2 separate regions of the Mus musculus genome follow, and region 1 is linked to region 2. Evidence: chromatin contacts called from public promoter capture Hi-C data. All regions are on one chromosome and are shown on one strand. The core of a region is the stretch at or near the end of the contact, and the rest is flanking DNA. Distances in the headings are between cores, read along the strand shown.

Region 1 (3,349 bases), core at 657-3,156, 100 kb before region 2:
GCAGGTCACCATTGTAGACTGAAGGGTATGTAGCTAAATTAGTGTTTACCTTTCTGCTCTGATAGCATGCAGAGTATCTTCCAGTACCAAGAACACTAGTCCATGAGGGTGAAGGCTCTAAGTAGGCACCAGCTCGACTTCTCTGTGTTCAATGAGTTATGTGTGAGTTGTGCTCAACAATAGGACCTTGCCATCATCAGTAGGACGGTGCCATCAGCAATAGGACCTTGCCATCATCAGTAGGACGGTGCCATCAGCAATAGGACCTTGCCATCATCAGTAGGACGGTGCCATCAGCAATAGGACCTTGCCATCATCAGTAGGACGGTGCCATCAGCAATAGGACCTTGCCATCCGTTTGTGGGCAGCAACCAATAACCTTGGCAATAGCCTGGGTTGTTTGGAGGGTCCCCAAGGGAACCCTTTGGCCAACAACTTGATTAGATGTAATTCATTCCTGGTATTGGAAATTTCATTTTGTGATAGGGCTCTGTCTCCCCAGCTATTGGATGATTTCTTTTAGATCACTTTCATATATGTATATAATTTAGAAAGTTTCAATATGACCCTTCAAATGGCCCTGAGTTTTAGCTGTCCCTTCCTATACTCCTTCTCTTGCCCCTCTCTTCCCTTCCCATCCCCATCTGATCCTCCTGTTCCAGCCATCCCCAACCCCATTTATCAATAACTATCCTATTTCCTCTACCTAGAGGCATCCATGCTGTTTTAATTAATACAGCTCTGTCGAACAATTTGAGATTGGTATGGCCTTTCCTCCAGCAGTTCTTTTATTATTGAGAAATGCTTATCGATGCTGGAGTTTTTGTGTTTCTATATGAAGCTGAAAATGGTCCTTTCAAGATCTGTGAAGAATTGTGTTATAATTTTAATGGGGATTGCATTGAATCTGAGGATAGCTTTTGGTAGGATGGCCATTTTTACTATTTGAATCCTACTTACCCTTAATCATGGGAGATCTTTCCATCTTCTGATATCTTCTTTAATTTCTTTCTTCAATGTCTTAAATTTTTTATCATACAAGTCTTTTCACTTGCTTGGTGGAGTTACTCCAAGATATTATATATTTTTTGAGGCTATTATGAAAGGTGTTGTGTTCCTGATTTCTTTTGTCATTTGCATATAAGAAGGCTAGTGATTTTTTTGTGTGTGTTAATTTTGTATCCTGCTACTTTGATGAAAGTGTTTATCAGCTGTAGGAGTCCTCTGGTAGAATTTTTGGGGTCACATATATATACTACCATATCATCCGCAAATAGATACCCTGACTTCTTCCCTTCCTATTTGTATCCCCTTGGTCTCCTTCAGTTGTCATACTGCTCTAGCTAAGACTTCAAGTACGATGTTTAATAGGGATGGAGAGAGTGGATAACCTTGATGGGTGTGAGATACCGTGCAGGTGCTGAGAACTGAACATAGGTCTTGTGGGGGAGCAGCCAGTGCTCTTTCCTGCTGGGCTGTATCCCCAGCCCCTGAGCATATTTCTCTTCATTTCCAAGGATGCAAGCATATCAACAGGCTGCATGCCTAACTTAACAGCAAATGAGGAGCTCTACGGTTTCTATCATTTTATAATACCTTCTGCATAGTGAGAGCTGAGGATTTTATAATACCTTCTGCATAGTGAGACCTGGAGCTCTGTTCAATTTATGGCTCTGTTGCTAGTGCCTAAAACCGCACTGGTGAAAAGGGAACAGATGGGTGATGTAATTCTCAACGTAGAAGAGAGATGTAGGTAGTTAAAGACATTTTGCAGAAAATCTAAATGAATCTGTAAATTTCACAGAAAGCCAGAGCAACAGCCTCATTAACAAACAACAGTCTGCCAAACAATTGCCAGTGTCCTCCCCGAGCAGCAGAGTGGCCTAACATGTGACGTTCATATTGGATTGCTTTCAATGAAACCACATGGAGGATTATTCAAGGAAGCCTAGAATATGCAAGTGCTAAGTCCTATTACTTAATGAATAATGTATAAATTAATTGCTCCTGGAAAATTGGCGAAACTTTCACTTTGCTGTCTACAAATTTATGTTGACACCTTACACTCCTGGCGAGGCAGAAATACATCAGAGTTAATTAAGATCACAGGTCTGGAATTAGGCAGTAACACCCCATTTTGCTTACTTCCTTCTATTCTTTGAGAGGAAATCTTAGTTCCACAACATACTGTAACGTCAGGCTGGAAAAGATGACAGAATCCTGACCACTGGGAAGACTGTAAAATGAGAAACAAAACAACAGGGCATTCTATTTTTTGCTTTACCATATCAAGGAAGAGGCACGGTGTGCTACAAAGTACAGTAGGTTAAGGAAAAAAAAAATACAGATTCTATTTCCAACGTTTCACCAGAAGATGACAGTCAATACCAAAACACACAGCAAGCCACTGGCCGAAGAACCAGAGACTAAGCAGTGCTCAGTCCTAAATGGGATGTCTGTCTCATTTCTGCCCCCCACACCACAAGGATCAGGGGTCATCTTGCAAGAGTGTAAGAGCCAGAGGTGGACAATGACTTCAGGCAAACTGTGTTTTCTTGACACAACAGAGCAGCTGCATATGGGAACTCAGAGCAATTGTGAAAGCATACGAAGGGGGTGGTAAGCAGGAAGTCCTTCCCTTTAACCATGGTCCTATCAGCATTTGATAGCTGCTGGGGGACAGTCAACTTTCTTTAATGATGTGAGCCTGGTAGGCTGGCCACATTACAGGGAAAGTACTACTCCCAAGAGTAGTTGGGCTACACAAATTGGGCTCAATGGTTTTAAATTGAGAGAGAGAGAAAGAGAGGGGGGTGGGAGAGAGAGAGAGAGAGAGAGAGAGAGAGAGAGAGAGAGAGAGAGAGAGAGAGAGAGAACAGGAAGGTAGGTTGGTTGGTGGGTTGGTGGGGATATAGGAGTGGATCTGGGAGGAGTTGAAAGACTATGATAAAAATACATGGACTTTAAAAAAAATGGGGCCTGGAGAGATGGCTGGGCGGTTAAGAGCACCGCTCTTTCTGAGTTCAAATCCCAACAACCACATGGTGGCTCACAACCATCTGTAATGAGATCTGACGCCCTCTTCTAGAGTGTCTGAAGACAGCTACATGTACTTATATATAATAATAAATAAATAAATCTTTAAAATACATTAAAATTATCACAGGATTAATAAAGAATTTAAAAGATAATAAGATAATAGCTTTATTGAGATATAACTAACACACAACAATTATAATTCACCTGTTTAAAATATTAAATCAATTGATTATAGTATATTGTCTTATATCAATATCCACAAGCCATTGGTTCTAGGACATTCCACAAATGCCAAAATCCATAGATGGTA
Region 2 (3,168 bases), core at 22-2,521:
AATGCTTTTCCCAACCAGGTGTCATCGTGAAGCCTGGTGCAGAATTGACACCCACAAGTCTGATGCTGATTTGATTCCTACACATCTGCATGGTGCAGATTTTGAATCCAGACTTGGATCTCAGTGCTCAGGAGGCAGAAGCAAGTTCTTCAAGGCCAGCCTGGTCTACAGAGCGAGTTCCAGGATAGCCAGGGTTACACAGAGAAACTCAGTCTGGAAAAAAAAAACACTAACTAACTAACTAACTAACTAACTAACTAACTAACTAACTAACTGGATGTTAGTGTGCTGGAGAGACTGACTGTTCTTCAGAGGACTCAAACTCATTTCCCAGCACTCACATGGCAGCTCGCAACTGTCTGTAACTCTAGTCCCAATCTCTTTCTTGCTCTCTTGGACACAAACATCCATTCAGACAAACACGCATACAAATGAAATAGAAGTAAATAAGTCTCGAAAGCATTCAACTCTTTAAAATGTAAAATTACCGTACAAGGTATTAGAGCTCAGTATAGCATTTTACAATCTGAGTGTCTTAGTGCTCCTTCCCCTCGCCTCCCTCTCTTTGCTGCTCTTATCCCCTGTGGCCCTTTCCTGAGAGCCTTGTGCATCTTTCCTGTCCCATGCACCCTCTCCCCCACTCCCACCCATCCTCGTGCCCTATTTTCACCCTTCTTGGTCTCCTCTCTAATTCCCGAAGCCTAACTCTTTTAACTTTTTTTTCTGTCTTTCTTGTTTTGAACCATTGCCTCATGTAGCCCACAGTGGCCTCGAACTTGAACTCGCTAATCTGGTTTTGATCCGATCCTCCTGGCTCCTTCCCCCGAGAGCTGGGAACACGGAGGAGCACCACCTCGACCACCTCAACTGGCTCCGTTTGATTGATGGTCACAGTCCTCCCTTCCCACTGACAGTCTGGCTGGTGACATTCTCACAAGGGTGCCTCGTGAGCTTTACTGTGACAGACAGTCTAGCAACTGTGAAACCACTCAGCCCACCACCAGGACTTGGCAAGTGGACAGAGTGGAGAAAATAAGCAAAAAAGGTGGGTGGGGCCCTCAAGCACCCTGCAAACACCTATGAATGACTCCATTTAATACATCCTAGGGAGGACTCTGGAGGGTCAGAACCAAGGCAGGCCTCAGAACCAGGAAGTTACACCCATGTTCGTATTTAGAAAACCACGGGGTTGTAATAGCCAACTTTCTGGGCCTCTGAATGAAAGAGTCAGTGTGGTTCAGCTGTGAGAGTGTGTGAAAGGGCTCTTTGACACAGCCGCACTCAGCTCTGGCCTTCACTGGGGCCCTTCGTAACACTTCCTAGCTCTGCCATGGAGGCTACACAGCACACACCCAGACAACAAATTCTCAGCACAAAGGACAGTACCCCAGAGGGACAAGTGGGAGGGGAAGGGGGCCTGCCTCTGGATCAGACAAAGACAGACAGCAGGTGTTTCTTCGGGAGTGGGTTTTAAGGGGGAATGGGGGAAGGTCTGTGCTGGATTGAATTGACAAGTCCTGATTAAACAGGTTAACCAGAGTATCGAAATAATGAATTCTGATTGCTGGACCTTGGAGTTTTAGTCAGGCACAAGAAAGTGGACAGATAGGGGAATAGACCTTGGTCGGGGGGCGGGGGGGGAGGCTGGCTTTAGAATCTAAAGGTTGAGCAAAGGAGAAGGAAGGGGGTGGGCACGACCTGCCAGCACCACATTGCCAGTGCTTGGGCCTGTTCATTGTGTATTTCCCTGTAACAAGGCTAAAAGCTCCTCAAGGGTGCTGGAAGTGTTGGAGATCTTTCTGCTATCCTCCTGCCTCAGCTCCAGCTCCCTTTCTGGTGACCAGAGGTGTCGAGTCCAAAGTTGGAGTTTTAAGGGAATCTTCTTTTTTTGTTTTTGTTTTTGTTTTTTTTTTTTTTTGAGACAAGGTTTCTCTGTGTAGCCCTGGCTGTCCTGGAACTCACTTTGTAGACCAGGCTGGCCTCAAACTCAGAAATCTGCCTGCCTCTGCCTCCTGAGTGCTGGGATTAAAGGCGTGTGCCACCACTGCCCGCCGGCTCTAATGGCATCTTCTTAAGTCACCCTGAATGAATCTCATTTCCCAATGCATCCGACTCAAATCGGTTGAACAATTGATGAACTAACTCCACAGACCTGTTGAACTGGAGTGCCTTTCCTTTCAGGATTCTGCACTTTAGTAGAGGGTAACCAAGATGGCATTGCTTACAAGTGGGATTCAGTTAGCAGGGAAGCAGTGGGCAGGCACAGAGCCTGGCGGGAGGGAGACAGTTCCAAGGGAGGCCTGGTTGGTACCCGGCCACTCCTGCTCCTCTCCTGTGCTCTGGGAATACTGCTCATGGAGGGATCATCTGTTCCTCTGGCAGGCCTCTTTTACTCTCCACCTTTCCTCCACGTGAGCAGGCTTGTTTCCATTGGTCCAGTAGCAGATCCGCCCGTGTGCCTTCTAAACAGACTTACAGATGACATGGGCTTTTTGGTGGACTCTTCAGTGCCAGCCCCACCCTGAGCTTGCTGCTTTCGCCCAGTAGCAAGACCAGCCAACAAGTAATAGGTGTATGCCTTCATGCCAGGCTAGACACATTCCAGGAATTTGTTCCAACTCCTCAAATCTGTCTTTGGCTCAGGAACCCAGCAATGTAGGCTCTATTGGTCAGGGACCCAGCTACGCCAGCCCTATTGTGCTGCCTCTCAATACCATCCTGGCCCAGTCCAGCCCCAGCAACTCCTACCTCGATTGTTTCAACCCCTACTGCCTAATGAGTGTACCGGCCGCTGGCTATGGGAAGGTTATGAGCAGTTATGTCAGCTCATGATTGACCTCCCACCCAGGCCATGACCTGATCCAATAGCCTTCGAGAGACAAAGATAAGAAGGCAGCCAGGGACACTGACCTTGTTCAACTCCAGTAGAACATCTTCAAAACGAGCTGGGTGATTGCTGCTGAATTTGGGGGTGTCCCATTTAGATCTAGAAGAAATGGTTCTTAACCTTGATTTTAGTTACATTCACATGTTCACACACACACACACACACACACGTAAGTTTCATTCATTCATTCATTCATTCATTCATTCATTCATTCATTCATTCATTTGTTATGGTGGCGCAGGAGATCAGGGCTTCTGAGCCTCGCCCAGCCCAGTTGTTTC

The links. Capture Hi-C pulls out chosen DNA fragments and counts their contacts.
Region 1: a contact with region 2 is called in a promoter capture Hi-C map of adipose tissue. The contact joins two enhancer-like sites. A contact is called at or near these places in 2 of 484 Hi-C or Micro-C datasets (cortical neurons and embryonic fibroblasts), 1 of 115 datasets of contacts at active chromatin or transcription factors (embryonic stem cells) and 2 of 9 other capture datasets (adipose tissue and pancreatic islet).

Annotation. Positions count from the first base shown.
Region 1 is chr14:47,444,363-47,447,711 of GRCm38.p6, reverse strand. No RefSeq gene overlaps it. Among named protein-coding and RNA genes, the nearest start is that of Fbxo34, 27 kb to the left of the region's middle. Within about 2 kb of position 1,906, at least 22 of the 459 cell types and tissues checked have an H3K27ac peak or open chromatin away from gene starts, as enhancers often do. A contact at or near this core is called in adipose tissue, where this site is marked.
Region 2 is chr14:47,340,099-47,343,266 of GRCm38.p6, reverse strand. Gm41147 (a long non-coding RNA gene) reads left to right here. Exons shown (of 3, transcript XR_874595.2): 3 at 759-1,368. Among named protein-coding and RNA genes, the nearest start is that of Gm41147, 14 kb to the left of the region's middle. Within about 2 kb of position 1,271, at least 52 of the 459 cell types and tissues checked have an H3K27ac peak or open chromatin away from gene starts, as enhancers often do. A contact at or near this core is called in adipose tissue, where this site is marked.